Linked DNA regions of Mus musculus: all the other regions are linked to region 4. The links are chromatin contacts, called in public Hi-C and HiChIP or PLAC-seq maps. All regions are on one chromosome and are shown on one strand. Each heading gives the region's core, a stretch centred on a gene start, on an enhancer-like site or on the middle of the called end of the contact. The rest is flanking DNA. Distances are from core to core; before and after follow the strand shown.

Region 1 (5,853 bases), core at 12-2,511, 200 kb before region 4:
GGGGGTATAGAGATGCAACAGAGGCAAGAAAAGGGGGAGGGAGGGGCAGAGAGCAAGACTGCAGTTTGATCCATTTGATCTCATCTGAATTGTCAATATAACAAAGAACTTTACAATGACTAATTAATGGGTATTTGTTTGCTCTGCAAATCATTATGTTAGCCTTTCTTCCAAAAGTCTCTAGCCTTCTCTCTTTTTTTTTTTTTTTGAGTCATTTCTTCACTTTTAAAAGTTTTTTATTGGGAATTGTATACAGTATATTTTTACCAGATTTTTTTTTTTTTTTTGCTGTTCCCTCAACTTCTCCCACACACCCCTCCATCCGTCCAGCTTCCTGTCATTTGTCTCCTTTAGAGCAAAACAAAAGGTAGATGTTGGGAATGAGAAAATCAATTTCCATCAGTGGAGTTACACTGATTATATATTATATCAATTGCACTCCAAGGGCGGGCTCCGTGCTCAGTAAAAGATAACCAATGCAAATTGGAGTGTTTCTTTACAGTTACACATCCCTTATCTTTTAAGTTTCTCAACTTGCTTGTATACACACTACACACATACACACATCACACACGTGCACTCACGCACATTGCAGCCTTAAGGTCGTTTTCCAATCAAGGGAAGGGTGGTGGATTACAATGAAATAGGTTTTTCCTTGGTATTTCTAATCACACATCAGGCGACTCAAACCGCAAAAAGATAACAGTTTCTTGGCAGGTCACCAGTTCACGGATCAATCAATGACACCCAAACTCATTTACTAACAACAACAAAAATTGCACAGTAGCAAGGTTCGTTTACTTAAGCCTGGGTCCGAAGCGGTCACTATGGGCGAGTACAGTCAGGGCCACTAAGTCCTGCCCTGTCCCCAGGGAGTTCCCTTGCCTCCAGAGTCCCAAGGGCCTCCTAGCAGTCGCCGGAGGCTCGCAGGCCCTCTGGGGAAGACAGCCCAGGGAGACAGCCGAGGTCCGGGGAGAGGGGTCGCGGGAGGCACCTGGGTTGCTGTCCGCGACCCATTACCCTAGAGAAAATGGAACTTTCCGTTCCGGCCACCCACCCAAGTGCGGCGGGGAAGCCTTCGATCTAGTCTAGGAAAGGCGACCAGGCTCAGCCTCCGGAATCCCGGACGCCGGGAGCCGCGTTACGGGAATCGCAGAGGCCTGCAGTCCCGCCCCTTCGTCTCCGGCGACCCGGAGCCAATGGCCGCGCGCTCCGAGACTGACCAGAGCCAATGAGCTCGCGGTCTCTGGCTCCGGGGGGCGGGGCCGTGGGGGGCGGAGCTAGGAGAGCCCGGGTCAGCGGCGGACGGAGGGTGGCGTGTGCGGTCGGGAGGCCAGAGCTTCGAGCCATCCGGGCTGCGGCTCCGCTGAGGGACCGGTGGTGTGGGCCGGGATCCGCGGGGCTGAGGGACGCTCAGGAGCGGCGAGGCTCGCGTCCGGAAGGTGAGAAGAACAGGGCCCCGGCGCGGGAGGGTGCGGGTTGCCTGGAGCGGCCGCCACCTGGCACCCGAGGCCCAGCGGGGCCGGGCTGGACCGGCGCCGAGCGCACGCCCGGAGCTGGTCGGGCTGGCCTGGGAATCCCCGCATTCCTTCCCTCCCCGCTCCGGGCTCCGACTTCCCTGATGTTGTCACCCGCCTTCTCCAGCCGCGTTCCTGACGCACAGTTCCGAAGCCCCCGCCCCAAAGTCCTCTCGGGATCGCGCGTCCTGGGTGACCGCGTCCTGCGTTCTTCCAGTTCCCGTGCCGTGCTCCCTGATCCTACTCTGGACATGGCCCTAGAAAGTGTGGTCTTCTGTGTCCCGTGAAATGCTACCGTTCCCTGCTCTTGATGTTTCTTAATCCAGAGCGAACTTTTCACCCAGACATCTTAACATTTAGGCGTTAATGAAAGTCCAGTGTTTATAAATATTAACTTTCCCTTCGGTCCGTACCCTTCCTAATAAATCCCGCGTGCCTTTACATCCCGAGAGCAAGCCCATCATCGGTCTTTAGATTTTCACCTCCTCCCCTAAGCGTAAACGTGTCCCCTTCTCCAGCTGGCAGGGGGCTCTCTTTTGGATGAACAACCAAAATTCAGAAACTCAAAGCAAACATAATATAAAGGGCTTGGTCCACTTCTGTTCTTGTCATTTTTCCATTAAGAAGAAACTCGTTTTGGCTTAATTTGTATAGTTATTGGACATTACAGCAGCTGTACTGCTTAAAAGTAGTCAGTGAGTGCTGGAATGTCAGCGCGAATCTTCTGAAAAATCTTTGGTCTGGTCAGTGTTGTAAACAAACTCTTTTAGACCGTGTGTGACTGACTGACTGCCAGCTTCCAGTTGGAACGACTCTTAATTTGAAATTACTGACACATTATCAGGGGATGATCGTCATCGTCTTAATTTTCCAAGTTTGTGTTTATATTTATCATTGGGAATTATTTTTGAGCTCTGATCTGGAATGCTACATTTGTAGGACTAATCTGCTAGTCGGTTAAATTCTGTTTTCCACAGGTTTCTGGGGGTGGGGTGTGTGTGTGTTCATTTGCTTCTACTCACAAGAGAAAGAGAGAGAAAAAATTACAGTGGGGGAAAGGTCAGCTAAGGATAAACTTTATAGTAGAAATTTGTATTGTTGGCATTAGTGATTTAGAATATTACAAATACTGTTACCCGCTCATTTAAAGCAACATTCTTATGTAACTGGGCATTTTGTTCTGTTTTATTTATGACTTTGTGTTTTCATTTTGAAATAGTTTTTCCTAAGAGAATGTGGCATTTCAGTTCAGTGCTAGAATGAATACTGATTATTATATACCTATGAAGTGGGTGTTACAATATCTACCTTCTAGAAAAGGGAACAGGCTCAAAAAACATGGCTCCAAAGCCTGTGCCTACAAACTGTTGTGTTGATGGATCTCTTATCGCATTCCTACAGTTTGGTCTGGGGAGTTGAGTGTTGTCCACAACCCTGCAGTGGGAGCAGGAAGGGGTTTTCCCTGGAAGTGATCTCAGGTGTCATTTTGCCACACATTTGCTTCACCTGGCCCTGGTACATTTGCAACTTGTCTGCTAAGGAAGCAGGAAGTTCTTAAAGCTTTCTCCTCATCTTTGATTGCAAACGTGGATTGATCACAGGTGAGGTTTCTGGTGAGATGATTTTAGTAAGCATTCAGCCTGCTCTGGAATTTATAAAAGATGCCTGAGATAGCACCTAGGTTTTTCAGTTTACAAAATCGGGTAAACAAACTGTGTGAAAAACTACTCGGATACGGGAGTAGTTTCAATGAAATAATGAGTGATACAGAAAGTACTGTGGGTGTTTAGGGATTGGAATTGAAATATTCAGTGGGGTTCCCAGAGGTCAGCCTGGGAACCTGGTTAAGGTTTGGGTAAAGAGGAAACTAGAGAGATCGAAATCCGGATGTAGAACTGCGGCTAGAACGGGACCATGGGACAAAGTAAAGGACTACCATGTGCCGTTACCACAATATATTCAGTTTACTATCTACTGCTTAGGCAACTTGGTATGTCAGTCACAGAACATTTGGCTTATGTTCATGTGCCCTTCAAAGCCTTATTAAATAGTAGGTCTTACTCGCCCCTTTTATACAAAGGCGAACACGTTATTATCAGATTCTATATTTATACATAGATTTCCTGAGCTCTGTCTGAGCCCTTAACTGTAATACGTTCTTTTTCATACCGAATATATGAATGGCAGAGTAAAGTGACTATATTAGGTGTTTTAAAGCTCATGTTTACGCTGGGAATGTAGCCAGTAGTCGAGTGCATGCCTAGCATGTGCCAGGCCCTGGGTGCACCTTCAGGCTGCATACACGCACATTCTCTGTCAGTAGCACTTACATACGGACATACATGTGCAAACTAAACGTTCTTTTAGTTGTTCCCTAAGTGCCTCAAGAGTCTCAGCATGTGAAGTTGTGTAACTCCAGTGCTACACGGTGAATCCTCTTAGGGAACTCTGAAAGGGCCCTGGGAACACAGATGTCTGTGAATGTGGGGGAAATCCCACAGAAGAGATGTCCGTTTGGGTTATAAACAGTGGAACAAGGCAGAGTCAGCAGGGCACTGGCACCGTAGAAGCAAACTATAGCCCGGGTACAGGCACACACTCCCATCAAGAAGGTGTGCTGGAGGTTTGTGGTAACCTGAGCTCACCCTCTAGATGTGGCTGCCCTGGGAACTGTGAAAGGTAAGACCTGATGCTGAGGCCACGCAAAATGAGGAGCTTAAATATTTGCTTTGCAGTTGGAAAACGAAAAGAGTCATTTCAGCATAATTGGAATAAAAAGCCAACTTGCTTGTAATTTTCTCCCGAATAATAGCATGATGGTTTGAGAGAAAGACATCTAAGCATAGAGTTTTATTTATGTGGTGGGCTGGGGGTGGAACATTGTGAAAGGGCCTTTCCACATTGTAAGCAAGAGCTTTGTCAACTATGCTGTCCTCTCTATTATTGGTTTTTTGTTTTGTTTTTTGTTTTTTTGTTTTTTGTTTTTTTTTTTTTTTTTGGTTGGTTTTTCGAGACAGGGCTTCTCTGTGTAGCCCTGGCTGACCTGGAACTCACTTTGTAGACCAGGCTGGCCTCAAACTCAGACATCCGCCTGCCTCCGCCTCCTGAGTGCTGGGATTAAAGGCGTGAGCCACCCACCACGCCCGGCTGGTATTTTTAAATAAAGTTGAACATTGGAGAGCGGTTGGACAGTGCAGGTGATGAAAGCAGCTCTTGGGTTCTCTGGTAGGTGCTGGCTTTTAAACAGTGCTTCTGAACCTCGCTCTGGGAGGACAGGAGCTGGGAGTGCAGCACTGTGCTGTGCTCAGGTCCAGGAGGAGGTTGTGGCAGAGGAGGGGCTGGGAGCTGTGGTAAGTGCTGTGATCAGTCCAGTGCATCGAGACAGACGAGAAGTCTGGATGAGATTGTAACAGAAAAGTCAAGTTATAAGACAAGAGAAGAGCCAACTTGACTGACTGAGGCAGCTGATAACGTTGAGTGGTTTATAGGTATGTGAGGGGGTAATACATTTCTGTGATAAAACTGATAACACTGTTGATACAGGGTGCCGGTATGTGTAGTTGATGTGTAAGTAGGTATTTTTGGGGGGAGATTTATTACATTGATTTGCATCAGAGGCAGAATATCTAAGATGATGTATAACTAGAATTGACGATTCAAGCCAGCCAGAATTCTTGAATTTGGTGTGAAGGCAAGGTAATAGTTGAAGTTACATGTCTTCACAGTAAATATTTTAGAAGAAAAGTAGATCCTGAGTACTTTTTTTTAATATTTATTTATTATTATACATAAGTACACTGCAGCTGTCTTCAGATGTGCCAGAAGAGGGCATCAGATCTCATTATGGGTGGTTGTGAGCCACCAAGTGGTTGCTGGGATTTGAACTCAGGACCTTCGGAAGAGTGGTCAAGTACTCCTATCTGCTGAGCCATCTCACCAGCCCAATCCTGAGTACTTTATCTTTGGGGCCATTCATGGCCAGGAGATAAGAGCTACTGAAGAATACAGAAAAGTAGCTGAAGTCGAGAACCACCTACATTGTATTTAAACCAGAAGGTCTGAGGACTTTGGGAAGTAGAGAGGGTGGTGGAAGGCTTCAGAACCACGGGAGGTGGTGTCCTGGGGCTGTGTCTGTGAGTATAGTATATGTGAATATAGTATCTGTGAGTAGAGTATATGTGAGTAGAGTATATGTGAGTAGAGTAGAGTATATGTGAGTAGAGTATATGTGAGTAGAGTATATGTGAGTAGAGTATACGTGAGACTTGAGAGGCTGCTTTAAAGCCCAGTCTGGAGCAAGAACTCAAATTCCTTTTGGTAAAACAAACGAGTGGCC
Region 2 (6,428 bases), core at 1,829-4,328, 150 kb before region 4:
GCGTCTGCGGAAGCTGCAAGCCACCAGAACCACATCAGAAGTTTTTAGTGTTTCTCTCTATGGAGGCCCAACAGATGGAGTTCAACAACACTTGAGGCATGTAGTGAACAAAGAACCCATCACCTGCCCGTTCACATGCATTAGCAAAGCATCCTTTCACCCGTGTCCACTTCAGCGAAACGTTCCTTCTCGTGTCTGCTTTAGCAAAACATCCAACACAGCTGACTTTCCAAAGAACACTTACGTTTCCACTTCATGGGACACTATCAAAGCTGTTAAAAGTAGGACTGCTAATTAGACATCACATACTATTTTTAAAGCTGTCTCTTTTTTTCTACTCACATAATTAGTAAATTATGGCATAAATTTAGACCTAGTAATCATAGGATGCCTCATTGTTATAGACATATATTAACCAAGTAGAACAAGCCAGTAGACTTTAGCCTATTACGTTCATTCTTCTGTTTCATGTCCCTGAGTTTCTTTTAAAAGCAAGTTTTTAACACAACTTCTGTCTAGTAAAGTTTTTAATGAGATAAGTAGAATCAATAAGCTGCAAAAAAAAAAGTAAATAAAAAGTAAAGGTCAATTATTAAAAATAACCTCTTGGGCTAGCTTTCGGCTATAGGTACTGCTGGTAGGTTACTTTGCCCAGGTAAGATTGCATTTTTCAAATGTGCCTTTCGATGAGTTAGAACACAGCCATCAAATGGCAAACGGTATAAGTAGTTCATAGACAAAAGTTTGTTTTCCTGTCACATGCAGATTAGCATATGCTCACTCAGTTAACGAGGAAAAGGTGATGGCAGGCTCCAGATGTTACTCGGTCTAACTCTTAGGGCTTTTTGCCACCTGTAAGCTCCCACAAACTGGTCAGTTTTGGTTTTGTTGTTGTTGTTGTTGTTGTTGTTGTTGTTTTCCTTTTACTTAACCAGTTGTCAATGCTGGTGAGGGAGGGTTGGGATGGAAATGTACCAGGCTGGTTGGGTAGGAATTCTTAGTCCTGTGATTGCTCGCTTAGTCTGGTTGCTGCAGACTGCAAGTGCTGCTACGTAAGCAGGACAATGTGACGTGCCAGAAAGAAAGGGATGTTGGAGGGGTTGGAAGCTCTGTAGCCTTAATGCTTGTGTGTGATAGACTTTAAAGCAAATGCACTTTGCTAGCCTGGCGCGGCAGTAGGCATTAGGCATGGCTTCTTACACCTTTGCTCTTAGCTGTACTCCACGTGCGCACAGTTCTCTCTCCTTTCCTGCCACCACCACCACCACCACCACCACCACCACCACCACCCGTGCAGTTTCACATGGAAGCTTGTACCTGTGTTACCTCTGTAGTAAGTTGCATGTGCGAAGTATAACCAAAGCGATCATGTTTATGTTGACCCTGCCATAAATGTCTTACTATATCATCTCTAACCCTTTAAATAAATCTGAGAAAGAAGCTGCTGTCTTTTCTGTCTGCGGTCACCACCGTCTTGAGTGTCGTCATGTATGGCGTTTCAGCATTTATCAGTACTGGTGTTGGTTAGCATGGGTCTTAGTATAGATGATATTTTATGAGGGTTTTATGACTTGTTAAATGCTCTTTTAGCATAATGGACTAGGAGCTAGAATAAACTGGTACACAGTGTTGGCCTCAATAACAGAAGACATGACAGTAGCCGACAGTTTGCATACTTACTACATAAATTCTGGAATCCCAGCATCTTCATCCCAGTCCATGGTCCCTTGTGCTCAGGGACCAAATATAGAGGTACTGCGCCACCTTGTGGCTTGTCAGTGCCTGTGCTGCTGTATGTCCATGTTTGCCTCGCCATAAAGCTAAGTTGGCTAGTTAGGTAAGGAAAGGTCGTGGCTACTAAAGTCTAATCTAAACATGGTGGATCACACCTACAACCTAGTCAAGGAGTGAATCTCACCCCTTCAAATCTATAGTGAGCTTTATACAAAACCCTCTCTTTGGAATATTTGGTTAAGTCCCACACTACTACAAGCCCAGCTTGCCTTCTGATGTAGTCTCCCAGCTGATTGACTGCACTGTGTACATGGATAAAAGTCCTTCCTGTTCAAAAGGATTATCATCCTGCTTCCCTAGAGGGAAATGGTTCTCTTACTGAGGATTGTTCAGCCTCCTACTGCTTGCTTTTTCTTAAAGGAATATATAAAGATTCTCCCACAAACTGCATACGTGTTCTCCCATACAAAGGGCTCAGTGTGGGTGTTTGGGTAGGGTTGTCACCACAGGAGAGTGGAAGATGTTCTGAGTTCTCCATTTTATTGACTCTGAGAAGGACATTCCAGCATTTGAGAGATAAGTAGACCAAGGGAGATGAGGGACCATTTGGGAATGTTTCTTTGCTCTGGGTGAAGTCTGAAGGGGGCTGAGAGCAACAGAAAAATGGAACAGAGACATCAGGCAAAACTGACCAATCAGACCAAGACTCCTGAGAAAGAAAGGCAACCAGCCTAGGGGAGCGGGGGAAGGAGAAGGGGGGTCGGGGACAAGCGAGTTGTGAGACTGGATTCATCTAGACAGCTTTCACCACTGAACCTGTCTCTGGGTCCAGCAAACCCAGCCTCCTCCCTAGGGAAGCAACCAGGAAGGTTTTGATGTCAGGGCCCATGCCGAAGCCAACAAGGCCATCTATAAGAGCTGGGGGAAGTGGAGCTAGCAGCAGGGACCACAGAATACACCCTAGTCAGGGAATCTTCAGTCACTACTGATGGCCAGGAGCTGAGAACTAGTCCACTTCCTCTTTCAGGGAAATTAGAGTCACATAGACATCTCCCAATTACAGCCATACACCACACAAGCCTCCCTCTCCTAATTGTAGTCATACATATAACACACACACACACACACCTCTTCCAAGACTGCTGGCCTCCTCCAAGGTTCTGGGTCCCTCCAACCTGAACAATCCTATCTCTACTTGGATGCTGTCAGGGAAAGTGGCACCAACAGGGTGGGGGAGCAGGAAAATGTGTTCTCAGTAATAACTGGCCAGCCCACGCCTTCCTGTGTTCAGCCCTTTTTAGTCAGAGACCCACCCCGAAGCTAAAAACGGTGCAAAGCCATACTTAGAAAGAGCTGGGGCGTTGGAAGGTAAGCAGACCTGGTACAACCTTTCAGACACTCACCCTACTTGAGATGGGGGGAAAAAAGGTTGCTGTTGTTCACAGAGGACTTGCTGAACCCAGCTCAGCGCTGTCAGCACTGGCTTTCATCTCTCAGTCACGAGTGAGTGCGTGTGCGTGTGCGTGTGCGTGCGTGCGTGCGTGCGTGCGTGCGTGCGTGCGTGTGTGTGTGTGTGATTCTATTTCCCCACTTTACAGATTTAGATAAACAAGGCCTAGGAAATTATTAAGCCATAGGTGAATAGGCAGCCAGTCTGAGACTTATAAATGGGTTATCTCAACACTCTTGCTCCCAGCAACTATGGTCTGCCTTAAAAACTGCAGAACAGGCCATTCCAGAACGGAGGACAAAGTTTGGTAAACTTATCTGAAAAAGCCCTGCGTGAAGGCGCTCGGTTGAGTCTGGCAGCCCGCCAGGCGCTCTTGTTCACTACGGCAGAGTTGAAAAGCTGTGGCTGGAGCTTGCATACCCTGTGGGCATGGTCTCAGCAATGGCAGAGCAGTCTGTCCATTGCCTACCGTGGACAAGCTCCAAGGAGCAGTTTCAGAGTCCTCCAGGGATCGACCTGCTCAGGGGTCTTCCCGTCCCTCCATGCTTCCCCGCTCCCTTCCCAGTTCCACCTGGAGTAGCCCTTCAGTCACTGGACCTGTATTTGTCCCCTGGTTTGTTTCTGGGGAACTTAAGTGACCATCCCTGACCTCACTTCTATAAAACAGCAGCCTTCCAAATTGTGACAGAGGAGGTACAGTCCTATACTTGCGATGACAGTGACCAGCAGAGCAAATGAGGGACCTCCATGATGGTTACTTGATGGTACTTGGGCTCATGCAAAGTGACAAATTCACGGAACCTCAGTTCACCAAACTTCCAGGATTCGTGGAAGGCCTATCTAGGTGCCACACTTAACACCCAGTGGGCACTGGCTCCATTTGGATAACTGCCCAGGTCCTGTCAGCCTAGCACCTAACTTCCTGCTTCTACACCTGACACAGCTGAACCCCGACCCATGCCTTCCATCAAAACCACCTGCCTTCAAGAGACTAACACACACACACACACACACACACACACACACACACGTTTGCTTCATAGACTGTGTCTAAGTGATGCTGGCCACGGAAGTGATTTCTGACTGACCGAGTTGGGCGTGTCCATTTTAACACTTAGCTCCCATCAGTAGCAAGCCAAGAAAAAAATCATGAAATTGAAATAAAAGAATGTTTCATTGAATGTGTAATAAAACATAATGTCAACACCATTCTCTTGGAATTTACAGAGATGTTATTCATGTATGAAACATTTACAGGTGTAGTTAGAACTGGTGGCTTTCTTGTTCAAATTAACCAGTGTCCTAAGCCACGTTGGTGGTGCATGCCTGCAATCACAGCATGTTGGACACAAAGGTCAGAGGCTAGCGAGTTCATGGCATGTTCAACAGCATCAACTGCCCCCCCTCCACTCCCAAATGTTTCGTGATTCCTAAGAAGTCATAAATACTTTCAACTTTCCCTAGTTGAATACCAATACTTTCAAAAACAACATATTAAAAACCTCAAAAAATGTTATCTATCTCTCTTTCTTAATTAGAACTTGGGTGGTCCTTGTTATGACATTGGAAGATGCAATACATTTTTAAAATTTTTTTCCAACATACACTAAAGTGCGTCTGAAAATATTACAAGTCAGAATGATTTCTTACAAATAGTCCAAATAGTCATCATGTTTGATGAATTTTATTTACATTAAAAATCAGAGCTCAGAAGAAAACATATATATATATATATATATATATAGAGAGAGAGAGAGAGAGAGCAAATAATACAGAGTATTTGCTCAGAAATGAAGGCCTTTGGGTGGATCATGCCCACCCCCTCACCCCACCCCTGATGAAGAGATAAAAGGATGTCCCGTGGAGCTAGTCCAGAAGATGTCCTGACTCGTCAACTAGGAGGCTGTTGCCAAGCTTGTGTAGAAATCAACAGCCAGCAAGTCTGTCATTTTTCCTGGAACTCCTTTTTATTTCCTGGAGGACAAGACAGCCGGTGGATAAACATATCTCGGAAGAGGATGGACAAACCCCTTAATATATGCTGATACATAGAGAAATGTGCAGCTTCGTGTCTAAGTACATTGTTGGTTTTGAAGTGCCAGCTATATTACTGTGGGTGTGTTCCTTTGAGCTGTTTCCTCCAAAAGCAGTTTTGAAGCACAGAAACTGGAGATGTCCATGTGTCTGGCCATGGTTGTCTGGTTGGTTGGTTGGTTGGTTGGTTGGTTGGTCGATCAGATGGATGGATGGATGGATGGATGGATGGATGGATGGATGGATGGATGTGTGGGTGGATAGATGGATGTGTGGGTGGATGGATGGGTGGGTGGATGGATGGATGGATGGATGTGTGGGTGGATGGATGTGTGGGTGGATAGATGGATGTGTGGGTGGATGGATGGGGGATGTGTGGGTGGATGGATGTGTGGGTGGATGGATGGGTGGGTGGATGGATGGATGGATGGATGGATGGATGGATAGATGGATGGATGGATGGATGGGTGGGTGTGTGGATGGATGGATGGGATGTGATGATGATCATCAGTTTGTTGGCTTTTCTTGTTTCCAGACAGGGACCACTACATACCCTAGGTTGGCTTCAAACTCTCCTCATCTCCCTGCCTCCTACGTGCTTTGCTGGGATTACTAGTAAATACCACCACACGGAGCCCATTTCTGGTTTCAGCTCTCCTAGTGCTCTGAATATTTCATTAGCTGGGATGTGCACCTGTGTGTCCTGTGGGTCATCTGGAATTTTGAATTGAAATGAAAGTGCTTAGCCCTGTCCTTAAGGCCAGCATCCCTTCCTCCCTCATTCCTTTGGTCTTGTAGCCTGATTAGCAGCTGTGCATTCATGCACCCCAAATAAGGTTGAAGGCCTATCTCTGTAAAACAAAACTAAAGACATCCAGCTGGGCCTGTGACCTGGTGTGTGCTAGGGAGTCTCAGTGGCTTTACTCTAAGTGTAGGCTTTCTAGGTAGGATGCCAATAATAAGATAAACTCTAAGCCTCAAGCTGCATGCAGGCTCAACAGGCTGAGCAAAATGCAGCTTTGGGAGAGCAGAGAGACATAGCCCTGATGATGTGGGAGAGGGAGGAAGAGGAGGCCACCGCCACAGAAGGACATATTCCAGGAGCTAGGAAAGGGCAGGACGCTTCTCTCTCCAGAATAGCTTGAACTTTGGCCCAGAGAGACCCAGCTGAACTTCCAACCTGCACAACTCTAAAAGAGTTAATTTGTGT
Region 3 (6,062 bases), core at 237-2,736, 130 kb before region 4:
CAAAGTGAAGGGAGGCTAGCCTCTTAATCTTCTATTTATTTATTTATTTATTTATTTATTTATGTATCACTTATTTAATTTTCCAGATAGGGTCTCATTGTGTGTAGGCTGATCTAGCCTTATATTTTAGACCTTCCTGTTTCAGCCTCCTGGGTGCGGAGACCGGCGTGCATCACCTTGCCTGGCTAGATCTAATCTAGAGTCTGCCCTGGATTTTGCAGAAAAGCAAAGGGAGATGCAAAGCTTTGAAGAGGGAGAGAAACCGAGTCAGAAAGTGATGGGAAATGAGGTAAGGGGAGGGTAGCTTGTATTTTGTTTAAAATATGAAGCTGTAACTGGTGAGTTCAGAAAATCTAGAACTTTAAACTGTGGCTGCTGTGCCTGAGTCGGTTCTAGAGGTCTGGGAGATGGTCATAAGACCACTGGCTGCTCTTGCAGAAGTCTAGCTCTCTCCACCCACACAGCTGCTCACGACTGCCTGCAACTCAACTCCAGTTGCAAGCGATGCGAGACTTTGTTCTAACCAGTGCAGGCATGTGGTGTACATAAGCTTACTCAGACACACACATATACACATTAATAATAATAATAATAATAATAATAATAAATAGTCGTTCATAAAAAGGAGAATGGGTTGTGGAGGACCCAGGAGGGAAGTAGAGTAGTCTGTCCTCAAATCTACGGAACAAGGAGAGAACTTTTAAGGGTCCAGCACGGGATTGTGCCTTCAATTTGATCCTGAGAGAAATTTTCATGAGCTGACACAACTTGTACCCAGTCTTCTGAAGCTGTAACATGATTTTTATTTTTTTTAAAAAAAAGTTATTTTAGAAGTTGTATCAAAAAGAATACCAAGAAGGCATTGTTAGGCTGCAGGACAGAACGTGTTATCTTGCTCATGGTTCTCAGAGCCACGGTCTACTTTAGTCTTCAGGAACATAAATAACAAGGGGCTTCTGAGATACATCAAGATGACTTTTTTGGTTTATAGTAGTTATTGCAAAACTTGTCAATGCTGCTTGAATTTTGATTGATTGACTGATTGATTGATTGATTGATTGATTGAGACAGGGTTTCTCCATGTAGCCCTGGCTGTCCTGGAACTCACTTTGTAGACCAGACTGGCTTTCCTCTTCTTTTCCCTCTGTCTATTACATGCCCTCAGCTTTCCTACTCAATTATTAAACTATTATATTTCACATTATATGTGATATCTAACAAATTTGTCTTGCTTTTCATGTTTTCAACGTAAAAGCTGATAAGTTGAATACACATAACAAACAAACAAAACGAAACAAAAGCCCCACCGCAGATGGTAACATTAAGTCCCTTGTCAGTGACCTCTGATCAACCAGTTGTTCCTTCCCAGGTTCTATTGCACAACTCCTGACATTTAGGAACTGGGCAGTGTGAGCTCAGGCAACAGCCTTTGACGTGGCTGAGGCTGAAGTGGATGTTGCTTGCTTCATCTTAAGATTATTTGTGGCTGCTTACCAGCAAGGATCAAAATGGCCTGTTGGTCTAACTCAGCCCTCCCTTTGCCAGCTCCTCAGTAACTCCTGGGAGGTGAGTGAGCCAGAGAGAGCAGGAGAAGCCATGCTCTGCTGCCCTCTGCTGGCTCTCCTTGCTCCTGTCAAATATTTCCAACCCGAAGTAAACTCCAGAATGAGGCCTGAAGCCAGTACTCACTGATTGACAATGTCTTGAAGTTTATTCTCACCCCGTTGGTACCTCCAGCTCTGGTGCTGGCCATGACCCAAACAGTATAAGAGGTCCTTCGTGTCAGAGACTCCAGGTCACACTGCAGGGCATGAGAGTTAACAGTCTTGGCTGAAAGGAAAAATAGAAACCGATCTAGTATAGCAAGCCAAACTGAAAATGTGTGTTCGCATTGACCCAGGGTGCCCTGACCTGCAATTCTAACTTCTCAACTTCCACTTAAAACAAGTCTACCAAGATGCATCAATGACCTAAACATAAGAGCTAAAAGTATAAAACCCTTCAAAAGCCCAAATAACTAATCCACAACTTTGAATTTATGGAGGGTTCTTATAAAATATGATACTCAAAGCACAAGCAACTACCCCAAACAATATTAAACTGAACTTCATTAAAGACAATCTAATGTTAAAATGGGTGATGAAGTTCTTTCTCTGAAGAAGATATGCAAGTGGCCAATAACTACAACAGACGAGTGCTTGATATCATTAGTGACTAGGGGAAAAAGTTTTCTAAATGAGATACCCCTGGGAAAACTCAGGCTGTAAGGTTAACCTATTTTATTTTGCAGTGAACGTAAAACCTCGTGCATGCTAGAAACATGCTCGGGCTCTGAGCTGCCTCCCCAGCCTTGTTACTTCTGTGAAATAATCTGAATAATAATCTATAGGCAGAGTCCGGTAGTTACCAGAGGCCATGGGAGGAGGGGCCCGGGAACAATTGATTAAAAGAACACAGAGCTTCCACATGGAGGGGGAGAAAAGAGCGGTGGTGGTTACACAATTTGGTAAATGTTCTTAAGATCACTGAACTATACACCTTCAAATATTTAGTACCAAGTTTTACATTACGTGTACTATAATGTAATAAAAATCAAATTTAGCCTAAACGGAAATCCAAGCCTAGCCCAGAGCTTAGGATGTCAGAAGATACTGTGGACTCAAAAAGAAAGCTCTGGGCAATGGGAGGTAGAACTTACACTTAAAGAGCTCTGCACTAAGACAAGTACCATCAAACAAGGGCTGTCCCTGCATACAAATCTACTCTTTAAGATGGGCAAATCCCACCCAAAACAATGGTCAGAAAAGTCTGAGGGGACCCACCCATTCTGTGACTGAGCAGGAGAGGTCCTATCAACTCCTCCCAGTCCTCCTCAGGACTTCTTTACACGTTTGTAACTCCTGAGGTAGTGCCCTCGATTCTATTTTCAGAGAAGCACAGAGAAGCTAAGTGTTTGGATGACTATGCCGGTCACAGCCCTGGAGCCACCTCTGTGTCAGGTCTATTCACATCATCTCGGGGATGGGGGGAGCGGAGGGGTGGACTGAGCTTGCTCAGCCTGGCCATGTGCCCACTTACAGAGTTCTTTTCCACCTTCAGCTTGGTAAAATACAGTGTAATTGTTGATAAATCCATTCCTAGCACTCTTAGGAATCTCCTTCCATGTGATCGTGGCTGTCCTCAGACCGATGTTCTCCACCCTGGTCTCAGGACCTTTTAATGGAGCTTCAGAGGTCAGGGAGATTAAAAAAAAAAAATTACCAAGGCTGAATCACATCCCGGAAGATCAACCGCTGCCCTAGAGCTGCTACCATTGTTTCAGGCAAAACCCACAATGCTGGGGTTGGGATAAGGAAGTTGAACCGGGGGACTGAGGAGTGAACTTGTTTGTAGAGATTGGGTTCCCCCCCCCCCCAAAGTCAGGCATCTTATATAAGATGACAAGGAATTTCAAATCCCCAAGAAAATGTACTTTCCTGTAGGTCCCCAATTCCAATTAGCACCCAGTTTTCATTCCTGTCTATAAAGTATAGCTTCCCTGGCCTACCTTTATACAGTAGGAGACGCTTTCCAGTGTTGAATCTAGAAGATGCTCATTTCCCAAAAGATAAAGTCTGAGTGGTGTACCTTGCCTATTGCCTCGCAAAAGACACCTGAGAGGAGGCGAGATAGCCCAGCAGGGAAGGCACTTGCCGTGAAAGCATAAGGTCAAGTAAAAAGCTGGCCATGGTGGCCTCTGTGACAATATCAGAGCTGAAGGGGTGGAGACAGGCAGATCTCTGGGAATTGCTGGCCAGCCAATGGGCAGCTCCACCAATGGGCAAGCCCCCAGGTCCCAGGGAGAAATCTCAAAACATAAACAAGGTGAATGGCTTCTGAGAAATGATAAGGTTGGCTTCTAGCCTTCATACATGTGCATCAAAACGCCCATGACCACCGTGCACACCCACGTGTGCACTCCTAGAGAATCATTTCTAATGTGTGTATGATGAGCTTGCTAGGCTCCCTGAATTGATCTTAATTAATGTTAACGCTGGTGACAGTCTCAGCTGCTGTTTTGTTATTAGGCAAGGAGTCTCACCTCTGTGAGAGCTTCAATTCCCCCACTGTAAAGTAGGAAGTGGCTGGACTCCTTGGACTCTTTATATCTACCCACCTTTGAAATGTAGTGACGCTATACTCTGGCCTCAAGTGTGTCAAACACACACAGTTGAAGATGAACATGAAGATGGTGCATGTTTTAGAAATGAGCCTTGAGACAGCCCTGCATCTGAACTTGTAATAGCCTATTTCCCTTCCCCCACAGTTGGTCCACACATACTTCCTTCTTTGGCATAAGCTTGGATTGAATACGGCTCTCCAACTCGGTGTCCCAACACTGGATACACTGATATATTATAGCATGTGAAAGGTTTTAGTTTATCTGGAGGAGAGAGGGGGGAGAGAGGGCTGCTTAAGTACACAGAGTAGAAAAATAGAGGACTGAGTTGTGGCCTAAGACTTACAGAAGACGTTCTGTTTCTCTCTAATGCCTTCTCTTGCTCTGAGATGTTCTGTCTAACTCCCAGAACTAAACTGAGACCATTTCAAGAATATTACAGCTCCATCATGAAGGGGTGGGGGTCCTTCCTTCTTCAAGGGTGTGTCTCCCACTCCCCAGTAGGTAGGCCAATCACTCTCAGTGGGTGGCCCTACACCTATGCCTAATAGGGCAGCACTAATTCCACTCAGTAGGTTATTTAAAAAATAAAAATAAAGGGAGGGACAGAAAGTTGGGAGGGGTGGGAGAAAATGGGAAGTAGATGTGGGAGGAGTTGGTTAGATATGGGCAAAACACATTGTATGCTCATAGGAAATTAGCAGGCTTAATTAGCACTATTTTTAAAAGCCTTACTTCTTTTCTGTTAAATTATGATTATCACTAGCAGGGTAGCTGGTGAACATTATTATTTCCCTCTGTCTCCATTAACATGAGTGGATAAGATTATGCTTGCTTCCCACCTGGCTTTCTGTGCCAGCTTCGCCTGGGAAATGCCAAGAACCGTGACATTTACTAATCTCCAGTGCTGTCCACACAGCCTTCAAAGCCGATCTAAGTGAAACCAAACCCTGCGCTACAGCAGCCTGCAGGCTCTGAGCCAGCTACCTTGCTCGATGGTCCAGTTCGTGACCTGAGACACAGATTCCCAGGAAAGGGCAGGGAACTTCGACATGGCAGCTTCTGGGAGCCACTCCACTATCCAAGTGTCCACCGCAGGAATGGAGCTTTGCCAGTTCACCACCAACAGGGGCTCGGCTATGTAGGCCTTCATGCTCTTAATGTACTGGAAGGCTGAGGAGAGGGAGAAAGGATTGGTTCACAAATCAACCCAAATGTACAGGCCCCACTGGCATCCAGTCAGTGCCAAATTGCAAAGGATCAAAGCTCAAGATCTCCATTGTAACTCGAAAACTTCCCTTCCGTCCTTGTCCTTTTCCTTTATCGAGTATCTCTGATGGTTAAATGCCTTTTATATCTGCTTTAACCTCCCTTAAACTGACGGGATTCCAGAAACAGATCTCGCTAGTTAGCTAGGATCCAGAGGGACTTGCAGCCTATGTGTCCTCTGTAAATCAAAGTCTCCAAGCAGGAGAGGAAATTTATCCTCATCCCTAAAGGCTGCAGCTCATGGGTTCCTTTCTCAAACTGGCTCTGCACTTGAGATTCCCACTGTGACTCCCAGAAGCTCAGTCAGGTAATTTGTCAACCTGAAAAGGTCGCTGGGTTGGAGAGGATGAAGGTGACGTAAGAGCAGATCCAGGGCAAGCAGCACAGAGCTTGGGCATTGTCACCTCTGCCTCGGGGCTCCTGCTGCTTCTCCCCTGTGTCCCCTGCCCACAGCTGTTATGCATCGATGAATATTCTCCAGAATAATACCCTGGCGCTACAGAGAATGACTTTATGTGAAATGAGACCACTGTAGAAGTAATGCAGACAGTGGCCCCTGCAGTTGATGTAACTGATGTTCTTATAAGAGAGGGAAATTGGGGGGAGGGCAAGGCTGGGAAGATGGCTCAGTCTG
Region 4 (6,106 bases), core at 751-3,250:
CTGGTGGTACTGGGTTATGTAAGAAAACAGGCTACACAAGTCATGGGGAGCAGCCCAGTCAGCAGTACATGATGGCCTCTACACCAGCTCCTGCCTCCAGGTTCCTGCCCTGTTTGAGTTCCTGTTCTGACTTCCTTTGCTGATGAAAACTGATATAGCCAAATAAACCCTTTCCTCTCCGACTTGCTTTTTTTTTTTTCAGCAATGGAAACTCAAGCTAAGTGTGTCTTAGAATTTGTTCTCAATTGTTGATCTATCTGTATCTTGAGAAATTTTTAAATCTTATTCTATAGTACATGAATGTATTATTAAGGATTTCTTAGTGGGAAACCTGGCACAGTACTAGTCTGTTTATTTCTTGCTTGAACTGAGACCTTGTGCCTGTAGCTATGACTATGTGTTCAAATATTTGGACAAGCACTGCCCTGTGAGCCAAGAAACCATGAAACCAAGGTTTTGCCCATAAAACCAAGGTAAAACCTTGTAGGAAACCTTCAAGAACACTAGGCAGTTACAATTTCTTGAGAAGGTCTCTTCTCCCTCTGGTGCCAGTGACCTTCGTCAAGAATGTAGACTGCCATCTTTAAGGTCACCACTACCTGAAAGTGGGAGTTGGCCAGAGCTGCCTTATCAAATTCAGCAATTTTGTTACTGTGGTTTTAAGTATCTCTCCAGCAGTTGTAAGGTGCTTATTTATTTTGCTCTTTCCAATCTTGACTAAAACTGTTTTCTCAGACTGGAATTCAGGAAAAAAAGAAAAAAGAAAGGAAAAAGAAAATTTTCCTATTACAGAGACTTACAAAAATCATGTATCATTCATTTTCAAATGCAGATGCAGATGTACAGCCAGATGCAGTTGTAAGCCTTTTGGAACAAGAACACTGTCAACAAAATAACTTGTATCTCCCTAAAAGGCACCATTCACTACTACTTGCAATTTTAAGCCCTCAGTATCAGAGCGGATATTTAGAAGAGTTTGAGAGCAGAGTTTGGAAGACCTTGGTTTGAATTCCAGATATTTTGCCACTTGAAAGTCTGTCTAGCCTTGCCATGTCACAACTTTTCTAAGACTGTTTCATTATCGGTAAAAATAGGTAAAACATGAAGTTTCCAAAGACTTTACAAAATGATAAATGTAAAATTCTTGGAATTCATTACTATTTGATAAGTTTAGGTCTTGGGGTCTTGATCACATTACAGCACATTGCTTTTGAATGTTAGCTTTCTTTATAGAGCCCTGGTTTTAAGACATGCCATATCAGTCTTAGGGATCTTACCATGAGATGACTTCATTACCAACATACATTGACTTTAGGTGGGGTGGGGAGGGGAGGGACAGGGGGAGGGCCAGGGGGAGAGAGAGACCCAGACCTGGCACTGGTGACACTCGCCTTTAATATCAGCACTCAGGAGGCAGAGGCAGAAGCAGGCAGATCTTTTGAGTTTGAAGCTAGCCTGGTCTACAGAGTGAGTTCCAGGACAGACAGGGACACACAGAGAAACTGTCTCGAATAACAAAACAAAAAACAAACCAAAACAAACACAAAACAAACAAGAAGACCACAGGAGAAAAATCAATGCTCATTAACAACTCCCCCATTCCACCCCAATCCAGCTTCCCTCGGGATCCAAGGGCGTGACCTAAGAACATAACACGAGCCAGGAAAGCCTGAGAAAAACGTCACCAGGGACGTCAGGCACATCATCTTGTTCTCACGTGGCCTGTGATGCTGTAAAGCACCTAAAGAGATCTCTTCTTTTTCTCTCTTCCTAGGTAGTTCGGGAGGAGAAGACAACCCAGCCGGTCAGATGTTCGAGCACCTGCTCAGCGACCCCGCCTCCGGAGCTGGAGGGCGGGGTTCTTTGATAGGCTGGCCGGCTGCTGCAGAGCCCTCTGGGAGTTGTAGTTTCAGATGGCGGCGCTTTCACAGAAGCGGTGGACTGTGTTTTCCTAGGACTCCATCCCCCGCCATCCCCCGCGGCCTAAGCCGTTGCCTCTTCCTGTTTAGAGGACTATTCTCTCTAAGCCGCTGCCAACTGAGAGGTCTGTGAAAGGGTCTTCGCCTCCTGCTCTGGTTTTCCGACGTAGAGGGATTGGCCTGCTGAGGTAGACACGTTCTCGCTCCTGGCAAACTCACCCTGGGACAGTCCAAGAGGGAGCCCAGGCGAGGAAGGAAGGGCTGAGTTTGCAGCCATCGGGCTGTCAGCACGGAGGGGTCTTTGGGATGCCGGGAGAGCCAAGCCCCGGGCTAGGGACACTGCTCCAGAGTGGCGCAGGTCCCTCGAATGGGTCAAGTACGGGGAGTCCGCGGGAGCTGAGAAAGTCTGGGTCTGCTGGGAAAAGGCAGGAAGGGTTACAGCAGATGAACACCCGAAGCCGGGGTGAGAGGACTGTTGGGATTATTGCAGGGATAGAGAAAGATCTAGAGAGGAGAATTGGGAGCGGAAGCCCCTGCTGTGCCTACCACACTGGTGTTTGACTCTGACTCACTTGTGCTGGGACAGGTGCTGGAAGATGCAACCCAGGGCTGGGCAATGAAGTCGCTCTACCACCAAGCTACTTCCCCAGCCCATGAGTGACTGACTGCTCTAATTGTGGGTGGCAATGCTGTGTTGGCTGTCTTGAAATACTGGAGTTGTGAGGCAGCTAGTCAAACGTTTTCTCCTCGGTTTACAAATCAGGATGTCTTAAAAATTGAAGACATCTGCTTATCCATCAGTCAGTTATTAGCCAACTTGCCCAAAACCTAATTGTAAGGATCCCCTGGCAGTGCCTCATTTATTGTTGAGGTCACTCTCTGTTTTCCTATTCCATGCCTTCAAATATAACAAAGAAGTGGCATGTGGAGTACCAGACAAAAGTTTTTGTTTGTTCGCTATTTATTTGGGGTTTTGTTATTTGTTTTCAACAGAACTTTTCAGTAGATCAAAAGAAACTTGTAAATTAAAGAGAAACCTGTATGCCTTGTAAACAACTACAATCAGATAGACATGGGGCAAGCCTGTAAGCCCAGGACTTAGGTGAGCCAGGGGAACGGATGGTCTCCAGTTTAAATAGTGAGACTTAAAATCTGAAACCCAGGGCTAGAAAAATGGCTGGTCTCTAAAGTGCTGACCTTGCAAGCATGAAGACCCAGCGTGTATATGGGTCATTGCACCTTTGTAAAAAAAAAAAAAAAAAAAAACAGGTGTTATGGTGCACATAGTGATGTCCAACACTAGTGATATAGGAAAAAGGAAAAAAATTATAAGAGGTTAAAAATTTTTAGCAGGCCTGTGTTTTTATAATACATTTAAACTTTAGTGCTTTGCTAGTAGTTTTTGGTTTGTTTATTTGTTTGTTTGTTTTAATCTAAAACTCAACTTCAGAAAATCTAGTGTTGCTCATCTAGGAAAAGGAGAAGTTCTTTGTTGTCATAGTATTGCTTTGGTGCTTTCTAGACTACGTTGTGTCCATCACTGCCAGATTTTAACATTCTTTGAAGCATTAGTTAAGCAGAGTAGAAAAATGCGCCTCCCCCTCCTCCGCCCTGTAACATCAGAATTGTAGAATTATGGCTATTAGCTATTAACACACCGGTAAAGTCTTCATAAAGAAGGAATATATGTGTGTTAGTAGACCCTAGTGGACTTATAGAGAAAAGAGATACACGTGTAATAACTGCATCTACCAGGCTGCTGTTTTTGAATGACACAATTCCCTTTTTTTTAATACTACAGAGGTAGATAAACTCTTACCAAAATATCGCCTGCTGATGTCTGTTTTCCTTTTAAAAAGTGTTATTAGAATACAACCATGTATACTCATTTCCATACTATCTGTCATACTAAAAGGCAGAGCTGAATAATTCCAGATGCCCAGTGGCTTAAACAATTTCTTTCTGCCCCATTATAGAAAAAGTCTCTCTATGCCTAATAAACAATATAACGTATCTTAAATTTTATCATATATGTAAATGTATTAGATAATAACTAATATCAGCCTTTGAGAAAGAACATAAACTCCTTGGATGTTTATGTCCATAGAAATATTTATCTTACCACAACCTAGTGTGTTCTGCAAATTGATGCTAGCATCTTAGCATAGGTACTATAGATTCAGTTATGGATAATTATAGGGAGGGTGTTAGAACACCTAGGCCCTTCAGGTCATAACTAGAGAACACTTCAGGCAAGCAAGTCCCATCTCTGACCATGCTACCACCAAGCACAGCAAGCCCCAGCTCCTCGCTGCCTGGGGTTGGAGTCAACTTATAGTCACACATTAATCAGCCATCCTTTCCTTTCTAGTATCTCTGTGACTTTTAGCATACCTATGCAGGTCATAGATTAACTTAGAGCCCCATCCTCTTTAGAGACCTGTAGGAGTGGGGATGTACCAGGTGAGGCTTTATTGGAAGCCATTCTTACTATGTTGCAATTAGATGCATGAAGAGTCGAAAGGGCAACATTGTCTTGGGTATGTTCTTAGGTGGTGGTAGGGACTTTGTGGGAGCCAGATGGAGCCTCCTGCCGCCAAAGTTGTTGCTTTTCCAGGGCTCTGTCCTTATCTCCTTGGCTTGGCTATCTCGTACCCAGCCAGAACCCCTTTTATTTCCTATCCCCATTGTTCTCAAGGTCACCATTTCAATCCTGACATTCATTTTAACTCACATTTGTTTTTACCCCAGTATCACACAAATTCTATAAGCCATCAACTTCCTTTTGAGACCTGTCTTATTATTTTTTCATGCTATTCTCATAAAATACTTGAGATGAAGTAATTTATTTATAAACAGGTTTATATCTGACAGTTCTGAAGACTGGGGAGTCCAAGGTCAGGGCGCAGTTATTTTGGATGCTTGGTAAGGACCTGCCAGGGTGACTCCTTCTTGCTAAGTTCTCACAAAGTAAAAGGGACGGAAGGGCAAAGTGGGGCTGCCAGCTCAACCCCTGCACCCCTACTAATCACACTGGTGACTTAAGCATCTCCTAAAGGCCACTTAGGACTATAACACTGAGTTGTCTCTCCAGCCTTGATAATTACCTTCAACACTGAAGCCTTGGAGGTAAGCATAGCAGTATCCCTGTACTAAAACTAGTTTTAAGCAGTCAGGAACTCTTCATGACTTAGCTAGGGGTTAAGAGTCTTGGATTTAGGGCTTTGTTTTAAAGCTCAAAGGTTAAGATACTAGAACTGAATATGTCTGTTTATGTTGCCTTGCCTGTTGAACACCCACCAAATCGTATCAAGACTGCAGCAAAGAGATATTATATGGATGCTTAGCCTTTTTGCCATGGATAGACCATCCTGCACTCTAACCGACAGTCACAGAACTCTCCCTTCTCAACACACTTCATCACATAGCAGAGTATCTTATAGTCTTACTCGTTTTTAGAAACCGTTAAGTTGCTTTTGGAACCATCGGTGTTTCGGGAGAGTTTGAAGTCTGAGCTGTCTGACTGGGGCGACTGGAAACCACCACGTTCTCTGCTCATTTGTTTAAAGATGTTTAACTAGTTGATAAAAGAGGCAATAAGAACTTTGGACTCCTCGTTTATGAGTTTTTATTTAAATCAACTTTGGGCTTCCTTGGAATGACTCTCCAATTTTACTATGCCACGCGTTTCAACATTGCTCAAAATAAATATATGCATGTGTAGCTAACCTAGAACCTCTAAGTTCCTGAATGGTCGTCATGTCTCCCCTAATATCAGTCACTTTTTGGTAAGGCTGACTGACTTTAAAGAATCTTGCTAAATATTTCCTCTTTCCCAGTTTAGTAGTATTCGACCCCTAGTTAAAATATCTTCAGGACCTAGAAGCACCGGCTCGTTCTGAACCTATGAATATTCTTAGTTTATTTAAGAACCAACCCTGCAGTGTTGGTTTACAAACAGGGAAATGTGGTCACCCACCTCTTCCACTGTTCAAGAAGATTGGTTGTTACTCTCAGATGGACCCTTCCTCCAGGTGAACTGGCCCTGAGAGGACTGAAGGTGACTTGGGAAATATCCTTCAAACAAAACAAAATAAAAACAAAAAACAAAACAAAACTTGCGTCAGGAAACAGAGTCTGCTAAACTAGTTTGCCTCATATAAAACAGTTATTATGCTTAATTTCTA

The links. Hi-C and Micro-C count contacts between places; a contact is called where the count stands out from the background. HiChIP or PLAC-seq counts read pairs in DNA pulled down with a chosen protein or histone mark.
Region 1: a Hi-C map of the N1E-115 cell line shows a contact between it and region 4, with 2.7 times the contacts expected there. The contact joins the promoter of Il6st here to the promoter of Slc38a9 in region 4. A contact is called at or near these places in 7 of 39 promoter capture datasets (3T3-L1-derived adipocytes, embryonic stem cells, hippocampal neurons and 3 more), 2 of 484 Hi-C or Micro-C datasets (the N1E-115 cell line and embryonic stem cells), 3 of 115 datasets of contacts at active chromatin or transcription factors (bone marrow-derived macrophages, memory CD8 T cells and microglia) and 3 of 9 other capture datasets (adipose tissue, liver and pancreatic islet).
Region 2: an H3K4me3 HiChIP or PLAC-seq map of bone marrow-derived macrophages shows a contact between it and region 4, with 3 times the contacts expected there. The contact joins the enhancer-like site here to the promoter of Slc38a9 in region 4.
Region 3: an H3K4me3 HiChIP or PLAC-seq map of bone marrow-derived macrophages shows a contact between it and region 4, with 3 times the contacts expected there. The contact joins the enhancer-like site here to the promoter of Slc38a9 in region 4. A contact is called at or near these places in 5 of 39 promoter capture datasets (the 3T3-L1 cell line, 3T3-L1-derived adipocytes, the HPC-7 cell line and 1 more), 1 of 15 datasets of contacts at CTCF or cohesin (the G1E-ER4 cell line), 12 of 484 Hi-C or Micro-C datasets (the BV-2 cell line, the G1E-ER4 cell line, the HL-1 cell line and 8 more), 3 of 115 datasets of contacts at active chromatin or transcription factors (the SCID.adh cell line, bone marrow-derived macrophages and embryonic stem cells) and 2 of 9 other capture datasets (embryonic stem cells and pancreatic islet).

The regions. Positions count from the first base shown.
Region 1 is chr13:112,462,809-112,468,661 of GRCm38.p6, forward strand. Il6st (interleukin 6 signal transducer) reads left to right here and starts at 1,262. Exons shown (of 17, transcript NM_010560.3): 1 at 1,262-1,442.
Region 2 is chr13:112,507,908-112,514,335 of GRCm38.p6, forward strand. No RefSeq gene overlaps it. Among named protein-coding and RNA genes, the nearest start is that of Il6st, 47 kb to the left of the region's middle. Within about 2 kb of position 3,079, at least 43 of the 459 cell types and tissues checked have an H3K27ac peak or open chromatin away from gene starts, as enhancers often do. A contact at or near this core is called in bone marrow-derived macrophages, where this site is marked.
Region 3 is chr13:112,528,590-112,534,651 of GRCm38.p6, forward strand. It overlaps Il31ra (interleukin 31 receptor A), which reads right to left. Exons shown (of 17, transcript NM_139299.2): 11 at 5,147-5,332; 12 at 4,322-4,423; 13 at 3,079-3,225; 14 at 1,690-1,830. Among named protein-coding and RNA genes, the nearest start is that of Il31ra, 49 kb to the right of the region's middle. Within about 2 kb of position 1,487, at least 33 of the 459 cell types and tissues checked have an H3K27ac peak or open chromatin away from gene starts, as enhancers often do. A contact at or near this core is called in 3T3-L1-derived adipocytes, bone marrow-derived dendritic cells, bone marrow-derived macrophages and 2 more, where this site is marked.
Region 4 is chr13:112,658,766-112,664,871 of GRCm38.p6, forward strand. Slc38a9 (solute carrier family 38, member 9) reads left to right here and starts at 2,001. Exons shown (of 15, transcript NM_178746.4): 1 at 2,001-2,107.